Linked DNA regions of Danio rerio: all the other regions are linked to region 3. Evidence: chromatin contacts called from public Micro-C data. All regions are on one chromosome and are shown on one strand. Each heading gives the region's core, a stretch centred on a gene start, on an enhancer-like site or on the middle of the called end of the contact. The rest is flanking DNA. Distances are from core to core; before and after follow the strand shown.

Region 1 (3,134 bases), core at 142-2,641, 190 kb before region 3:
GAAAGCATTATTCATTAAGATAAATATATACTAAATTCTGTGGTTCAAACAACTTAGAATTGTAGTTGAGAACATCTGTTATAACGGCACACATGTTAAAAAATAGTTGGGTTTTATTTGGGCTCAGGCTCATAATTACGTTAATGTGTTGGACCAGGTCGGGCTCGGACACAAGGTGCACGGGTTCGGGTAGGGTCCGGGTTTAATTTTTTGGGCCCGATCTAAGCTTTTCCTAACAAACAAACAACGTTGCCTCAATGTAGCGACCTTCCTACAACGTTGTACCAACCTTGTTAAAAGGTTGAGGATCTACGTTATTGCCGAAGGTTGTCACAACGGTGTCATAATGTTGCCACTTTAACGGCCGTTGCTTTAGGTTGTGCTTAGGCGGCATGGACGACAACTGTACAACATTTACTCGTCATCTATGAATCAGTTTTAATTTTAACAGCCCGTTCGGCGTCTCATTCAACAACAACAGAGGAGACGTGAGTATTGCTTTATTTCTTCTTACTAAAGAAGACATCCGTGGTCATTTGTGTAGTCCTGTTGTGTCAAGCTCTGATCAGTTTTCTCTTGTTCTCTGCCTATTTTGACTTGTGGCTGCTGTGGATCCATCTCTGAACTGCATTCTCTGTTGGATTTCTTTCTCTGACTGCGTTCTCCACTACACCTGGCCTTTGGCTGCGCTCCACGGGCTGCTGTATTCTCCAGTCCAGAGCTTTGACATCCAGTGTTAATTATTTAATATAATCTAAACCTTTTTTCATACTGTTTGCTTGTAATTAGGTCTGTACTGTATGTATTAAATGTTGTGAAATATATAATAAAAAAGTTTGATTATATACGTTTGTGGGGCACTTACACTTTTAAGTTTACATATGCAGTTATTAAATTAAAAAAGGAAACATGAATAAACAATAATTAAAATGATTACTGCTTATCCTGTATTCTAGGCAGCATTGATAAACTCCCAGGAAAAGCGTTAATACATGTAGTAAGAACGTCTCATGGTTGCTGAATGTCACACGACAACGTTGCTACAGCCTTCTCACATCTTAAATTTCTATGCTGTAACAATGTAGAGAGCACATAAATGGCGACGTTGCCCTTGAAAAATTACAACGTTGTAGACATTGCTACAGCGTAGATGTGTTTGTTGGGTAGTCTCTGTAAAATAAAGATAGGATTTAATAAAACACAATCTAATGAATTAGTAATTATCTAAAAAGGTAAACGTAATAGTAAAAAATAAAAACTAGAATATAAAGAATAAGCACTAGTAGCTTATGGATAAGTGCTCATACTTAATGGAAAGTATACTACGGTAGCATCCTAAAAAAACGTGATACCCTACAATGCGCTATATGTTTAAATGGCTTGCCATACAACGTGCAGCTACATCGTAGACAAAACAACATGGTTCAGTGGTATTCAAAAAAGATGCGTATATAAAATGGCAAAGTCATGCAAAAAATACGTAAACACATTCATATTACCAGTGTTTTATACGTATTACTGTCTGTTATTACTATGTCTAGTGTTTCTGGATGCTGTCTTGTCTACACCAACAGGCGGTGCTAAACCACTGAGACACACCGCGAACAGATGCTCTGGGTATTACGAAATTATAACCAATTTGCCTTTTATGAATGAATCAAATGTGGTTTATCTGCTGTAGCACCGACGGCGAGGGATGAACTACGGTGTTGATACAGCGGCTCCTCTCCTTTAATCGGCGTCAGGTAAGCGAGCAACATCCTCATCCTGCTTCTGTTTCAAACAGATAGCTGCTGTATGATGCTTCAGGCATTGTATAATCGTCATAAACCATATCTTTAGCATATAATACTGCTTGTGGATTTAATTTGTGATGTGTATTAGAGCTCTACCAATTGTTTTAAGATCATAAGATGATGTTCAGACCCTTTTCTCCATTGTTGGAGATATTATCGCGTCATGATAAGCTGTACTGTACATGACACTTTAACGATGTTAATCGTGCAGTTTAACAAGTGATGGTAAATTAGCACACATATAAAAATAGATCGATGGATAAATAGAGTGCATTCTTTGATTAGCATATTTAATGTGCATATGTTTCTGTGTCAGATACTGTCCACAATTTCGTTTAAAGTTCATTCTTCAGCACTAAGCAGCACTGCTTTTTTTAGTCCTTCATGGCAACATGGACTCAACCACTGGCATAATTTTGGGGCGGGACTATTTTTTTTTGCCGACCAATGGAAGACGTGAGAATATTTAGGAAACATGTATGAAACGCATAATTTCTGCAGTAGTGATGTGCGATACCACTGGTTTACCACTATCCGATCCGATACCAAGTAAAAACACGGCGAGTATCGGCGATACCGATCCGATACCGATACTTTGCCTAAAATTACAGTTTGGAAAATTAAAGTATCAAATAATGTACTTTATACTAAATAAGAGACATATTACGGGTTATTCTTGTTTATTGAGGAAGAATTATCATAAAAAAAGAGCCAACTTACATATTAATTGACAGCATCTGAAAATGTATATCTTAAAACGCCTACCTGAACACCTTAACATAAAACGATAAACATTCTCACATTTTGGTCCCCTTGAAGATTTTTAACCTTTTTCCGTTGCTTTATCATTGTCACAAGAACCCAAGCCCCCAAAATACAGCCACATCGCCACATTTTCTCCCTCTGTACTTGGATAGCGCTTGCCTGCTGCGCCTAAGGACTTTAAAAGCGATGTCTGTCTTGCCCTAGCAGCACCTGTGCCTCTCCTTTCCTCCTCTTAATGAGCGCCTAGTTATGATGTTGTCATATTCTATCTTGTGATTTATATGTAGATGTTTGATTAGGTTTGTGGTTTTACCAGAGTACCTCACTGTTTTGTTACACGTGTCACAAACAGCATTGTTTGAGTTTATGGAAGTCAAGTAGCTTCACACATACTTCGCTTGCGGTCACCCACATTCAATGACTGCATGACTGAACAACAGGTGCCACGCCAGTGGACTGAGTGGCTAGCTACATGCTGTGCAGTTGTACAGTGCCATATTACGCACTTGACTTGGCAGGTGGAAGAACAAGTAGTTCCGACTAATTGTACATTATTCAGATAAACTAGGGTAA
Region 2 (3,221 bases), core at 467-2,966, 170 kb before region 3:
GAGCAATTCCAGCGTTATGGATGTTAAAAACTCAAAACATAAATTCACAGAGAAAGTATATGTTAGCATTATATTAAAACGTCCGTTTATATTTTCCACAGAATTAACCACAGAATTACAGATTAGAAAAATATCAATCTGTAAACATTTTTTATACTTTAAATTAGGAAAATAAGCATGTGTTATGGATCTGACCAAAAAAGTATGCGAGTTTATAGTATACAACATGCTTCGTAGAAATTCTGTAAATTAAACTGCACAACCCAAAAGAAACTATGCTCATCAAAAGCCAAAGAGTTGACTCTATAAAACAAAAATAATTGATTATTTAACATGTTTGTATTTATGAAGAAAAACAGCTTCGTTATGAATGTGACATCTATCCGATATGAATGTGACAGAAGCGAAATTAGCACTAATGTGACTTTGGTAAATATAATTGTTTGAGAACATTGCAAAGACAAGTTTGAGTATTTTTACAGTCCTCTAAAATACAAGCCTACCCCCATAAAAATGGGGTTATACCCTTAATTATGTGCTGTGTTTTATATATCCAGCCAGTAACATGGGAATTAGTTAGAATTGTGCCACTGAATTAGTGAAAGTCAAATCAGGGCATCACATTTTGCTTAAAACAATAATAATAATTAATGAGGTTGCTTTTATAGTCGCACTTAGTCATAATTTAGTGACAACTTGTGACTTGCTCCATATATCCTTTACCAAAGTACTTACCAAACTAATATTCAGATGGAAATCTTATGTAAGTATGAATTGAAAACAACATCAGGACTATTTATTTAACAGTGAACAAAATTGTACTTTGATAGTCATTGGCTGCTAAATATGATTTTACTATTTGGAATTTGCAAAGAATACTTTTCAGAAATTATATTATAAAGGAGAAATTCTGAATGTGCGAATATAAAATTTTAAGTCTAGAAAACCAGGTCAATGACTAACCTGAATCTTTGTCGGTGTCACTGGAGGCTTTCCGTTTGTTGCCCATGTTGAATCTTCTCTGGTGGTCCGATTTGTTTGATTTTAGTCTATCTGTACAGCCCTGATGCAGGCCGTGACTGAAAAAGACAAAGCCTTGGAGTCAATAAAAGAAAGTCAAAACCATGAAAGATGATAGCCTACTGTAACGTGAACACATTTATAACGGTGATATCAGTGAAATACAGCTCCAAACTGACAGTTGTACGCATTTAAACACCAAATATAAGATGTATTAATACAAAAATAGCTTTGGGATTAATTAGCAAGCACTACTACAATTTTGTGTTAGTAAACAAACAGCCCATGAATGAATCATAAGCAGAGTGCCATGTAAACATTTCCATAATAACCTAACACAGTGTTAACAAAAACATATTAACAGTTTAAATTCTGCATTAATAAAACAATAACTATGTTTTTAATCTAACGTTAAGTTACTTTAAACAGAGTCTGAATGTCAAGCTTCTGCAGCACTTGATACACGATGTTAAACACGAGACTCTCACAGTAACACACGATACAATATCAAACGCACGTTTTATTAACACTTACCAATAACAAATATTCTTTCGAAGTCGCTTTCTTGCTGAAGTCTGTGAACGAACTGACGGTTGACGGTCTCAAACTGAGCTTATATTTCTGTTGTTGTGGAAAACGGATCGTCTACACTGCAACGTGAGTTTACAAACTTCGCTCCGCCTCCTGCCCTGGCTTAAATGGCTGTTACCAGGGGAACAGCCTAAACGTCACTTGTTTTACGATGCAAGATCCGCCTTAACATTTGCATAGCGCGTTCTGATTGGCGCAGAGCTGAACCCTTGCGACTGTAAACGTGACTGAAATGTGGTGTGAAATCTGTACTGCTGTGTCAAGTGTGATCCAGCACGCGCCGCGGCATCATCTTAATAATCCCATTATAATGTTCACTGCATGCAAAAATAGGGCACAGAATTAAAAGTACGTTACAAGTTGTGCTTACAAAATATAATAATTATTACTATTAATATTAATACTGGTAATAGTAGTAGTAGTATTCACGTGCTAGTACTGTTTTAAAATGAAAAAAGTAAGTAAATTAGTTTGATACGGTATTAAATAGTTCTTTAAAGGTATTAACTAGCCCTTTATCCATCCAGTACTAATTCTTTTAACCTGAAAACGCATTCTTAAGAACTTATGATATTAATATTAAATTATAATAAGAATTATATTAAGTCAGTTATAAAGTTACCAATAATTCATTCCACAATGTCATGCGCTAATATACATAGAATTTGGCAAGGTGCAACACATGACAATACTGTATATAAGAAACAAAAAACACAATCTTCAAAACAAAATCCCCTCTTAAAGCAAACATGAATGTTTAATTTGTACTCCCCTGGTACGAAACAAAACTTGGGGACTGTCCAGAAGAATTCATAAATAATCTGTATGTAATTTCAGGTTACCTTCAGCATATACCAGGGTTCTTCTTTAAATTTATGCAGTTAAATGTTTCTTTTTCTGTCCACTAGGTTCTGTACTGCCTTCATAATATTCAGATTTGGACACTGTGGAGGCCATTTTAAGACTGTGTTTCATCAGCCGTTTTTCCTCTTTAAATAAATATTAATCATATATTATAATCAGAACAAAAATATAAATAAACTTTTTTCAATCTGTATTTCTGGTACACTATAATAAAGAGAGTGATTAATAAATAAATATGTGAAAATTGAAATCTGAGAAATGAGATTAAAGATTGAAAAAAAGCTTTCCATTGATGTGTAGTTTGTTTGATATTTGTATAATGTTAGTTAGAATAACTGGCTGAGATTTTTAACTATCTGGAGAAAACTAAAACTATCAGAAAATCTGGATTCTGAGGGTCCAAACAAACCTAAATATAGAGATTTAAAGATTTCATATATTTAAAGTAGCAAATTTACAAAATATCTTCACAGATTAGAATCTTTACTCAACATTCTAATGATTTTTGGCATAAAAGAAAAATATATGTGCAATATTAGACAGGTTTTGTGGTCCTGTATCTAATATAGTAATTTCCATCACTAGCAACAAATGTAATGGTGGCCTAAAACTTTGACACAGTACTGAGTACATTAACAATAAAATACACCACAAGTTTCACAAAATATTTTTAATGATAATCAGAAAAAACAATAGTCACTCTATAACGAAAGGTACTTTTAAATTTGTATAGTTTTCATACATAT
Region 3 (2,943 bases), core at 134-2,633:
AACTTTGCAGTTTAATTAGAATTTTAATATCACAATAAAGTTATAAAATGTTTCCCTTGTCAGACTCAGTCCACTACTATATAGTAGTGTGGTTGTGAATCATATCCAGTCTTTTTCAATCAATATCCAACGTGCGATGATGTGTATATTTGAAATGGATATATGGCATGCGTACTATACTATAGCCTTCTACATTTCACAACAGTAAACTAACACTCAAACTGTTGCCATAGATCACAACAGAGTTTTATACATAAAACGACTGAAAATTTTGACCATTTTCATTTTGATGTAACTGATAGTATTATTGACTTAAATATTTTGAGAGCAATCTAAAAGCTCTTTTTATGCTCTAGATATTTGGCATCTCCTTTACACTTTAAAACTGCGTATGACTAGTTGGCATGTAATAGTGTGCAATGCACAAGACCATATGCCTTCTCACTGCAGTGCCTTGAAAGTCAGTGCAACACTGCATGATAAAATATTTTTGGGGAGGAGCCTAATAACATGATTATGACACGACGATGCACTCGTGTCTCTGTTGCGAAAACGACTCCACTGCGTCCACTCTGAATCTTAAGCGAATCGTTGTTTTGAACAGGTTCTTTTCTTTGATTCATTCGAACCGAATCCCAAGAGTCAAACTGTGAGGCGAGTGTTATGAACTACAAAGGAGTAATACGCACTTTACTATAAGGTTTATTAGTTAATGTTATTTCATGTATTTACTAACATGAACTAAGAATGAACAAAAATTGTACACCCTTTATCAATAGCTCCAAATGTAGTTCATTTTTAAAATCTAAAGTTGTGCTTTCTAACGTAATATTACCTAATGTAATGGGTTAACAAAAACAATAGATGACTTTATTCACATTATCTAACTCTTACAAGATAGAACATTTCTGAGATAATATATTGTTTAGCCTACTTATGCATTACATTAACTAATAGAACCTTGTAAAGTGTTACCGTAAAATGTTAACAAAAAATGTATTTAATCCAAAAAAATAAATAAATAAATAAATCATAGAGAATAGTGATTTATGAAACTGAAATGAAATATTCTTACAAAACTGCTACAAAATTAAAATTATACTTGTTAAATCATGATAATCACAAATAAATAACTAATGGTTTTGCTACAGTACCCACAGTTGATATCTGTAGAAAATTGTGGTGATGCATAATTACACTCTTACTACAATAAAAACCATGGTCGATTTCCATGAGGATGAATTATTCAAACGAACCGATTCGCCGGAATGAATCGGATCTCCCTGTTCTGGCAACCATCTGTTCGGAGCATCGTGACGCCACCTGCTGTCTGATGCAGGAACGGCGCTGAGCAAGTTTCACACAACCCTGAGCGACTCCTCAAAGCAACGTGTGCTGGAATTTGACTCGGGTGATGCTCTCAACAGCGGGTTTCGCATGTTTATCGCTTGTGACCTGAAAGCTGCCGTTTTGCCCGTGCGGAGGTAAAATGAGCAGCCCGGAGATCCAGGATTCGGGAGAGGAGCCCTGCTTTCGCCTGGAGCCCCTACCGGGCAAGAGCCCGCACCTAACGGGCAAGGCGTCTCCGCAGGTGACCAGCCGCTGGGATGCGCCTCAAGTGACGGCCAACGGGCTGCATGACATTGAGGATCGGATTTTACGAATCACCGGCTACTACGGCTATAACCCCGGATACTCCAGCCACAGAAGTAAGTGTTTATAAACACGCGCAATAATAGATGCAATAGTGATGGTGTCAGGATCAAGTCACTGCTGTCTTCTCACGGGTGGCCTTGAAAGAAGAACGTATGCAATCTGAATGTGAAGGGAAAACACTTGCTGTGAAGAATGTTTCATTTTGTCTTTATGGAGCTTTGCTCGTAAGTTAGGTGCTTTCTGTGTAATTCAGTTCAGTTGACAGAACTTTCTGTCGAAGTTTTGAATAGAATAGAATAGAATAGAATAGAATAGAATAGAATAGAATAGAATAGAATAGAATAGAACAGAATGTGGAATATAAGATGGATGAGGTGAAATTTAAAATAGAATAAAATTAAAGGTTAAAATTAAAAATGTAATTATTGAAAATGGGAAAGACTGAAATACAGAGTAGAACAAAAATTGATATATAAAAAATTAAGAAATTAAAATAATCCAGATTATTTTGTGAAATCAACTTAACGCAAGTAAAAATAAATGACCTAAATAAATGCACATTTTCTTTGTGGACAGTTTAAATTCATCAATGATTCATCAGTGATTTAGTGTCAACAAATAAAAATATCTTACAAAGATTGTGTGGTAAATACATATGGCTTTTAATACCTTTTGTTGGGTAAAATGTTTTATAAAAATAATGTATGCTGCACATTACACCCACAGTAAGACAATGAAAATAATAAGAAATCATTAAACAAAAAGCAAACAAGGAATCACAAGCAATGGATAAAGCAACATGTGTGGTTGGACAGAATGCAATCATTATAGCAGACAGTCATTTGCTGAATGCTTATTAAAATGACAATGTGAATGGAGTAGCGTGATGATTGAATCCTAATTATAGGTCTCTGTCTTTCCTGAATTTCAATGCCCTCGGTCTATTTAAATGCGACTGAAGGAGTCTTGTTTCAGGGCAAATTTGAGGTTCTGCTTTTAATAGCGTGCAGGATATAAGTATATAGGCCTGTGTATTTTTTTTTTTTTTTTTGTGGCCAAGTGTAAGTGTAAGTACACACCACACTCTGGTCTCTGGTGTGCTGTTATTACACTGGTGCAGTATGCAAGTACATGAATCATGTCTAATGAACATCAGCATGTTTGACTGAATGTATTTGCATGTTTTGTATCTCTTAGTTCCTGAGGATGGTGCATGGTAATGTTAACTCTGCATAGCATTCATTCATCTTTGCCTCTTGTTGTATTGCAAAAGCACATCACACATGA

The links. A called contact is a pair of places that touch in the nucleus more often than the background predicts.
Region 1: a Micro-C map of caudal fin shows a contact between it and region 3, with 5 times the contacts expected there. The contact joins the promoter of zdhhc22 here to the promoter of slc35f4 in region 3. A contact is called at or near these places in 2 of 18 Hi-C or Micro-C datasets (caudal fin and hematopoietic stem cells).
Region 2: a contact with region 3 is called in a Micro-C map of caudal fin, with 9 times the contacts expected there. The contact joins the promoter of cipca here to the promoter of slc35f4 in region 3. A contact is called at or near these places in 3 of 18 Hi-C or Micro-C datasets (caudal fin, hematopoietic stem cells and an unstated tissue) and 1 of 4 datasets of contacts at active chromatin or transcription factors (caudal fin).

What each region holds. Positions count from the first base shown.
Region 1 is chr17:49,761,851-49,764,984 of GRCz12tu, reverse strand. It overlaps zdhhc22 (zDHHC palmitoyltransferase 22), which reads left to right and starts at 1,391. Exons shown (of 3, transcript NM_001424010.1): 1 at 1,391-1,745.
Region 2 is chr17:49,742,089-49,745,309 of GRCz12tu, reverse strand. It overlaps cipca (CLOCK-interacting pacemaker a), which reads right to left and starts at 1,716. Exons shown (of 4, transcript NM_001327903.1): 1 at 1,555-1,716; 2 at 964-1,079. The coding sequence starts at 1,009. It overlaps pgfb (placental growth factor b), which reads right to left. Exons shown (of 7, transcript XM_021473212.3): 7 at 3,134-3,221.
Region 3 is chr17:49,570,401-49,573,343 of GRCz12tu, reverse strand. slc35f4 (solute carrier family 35 member F4) reads left to right here and starts at 1,383. Exons shown (of 8, transcript XR_012393006.1): 1 at 1,383-1,709.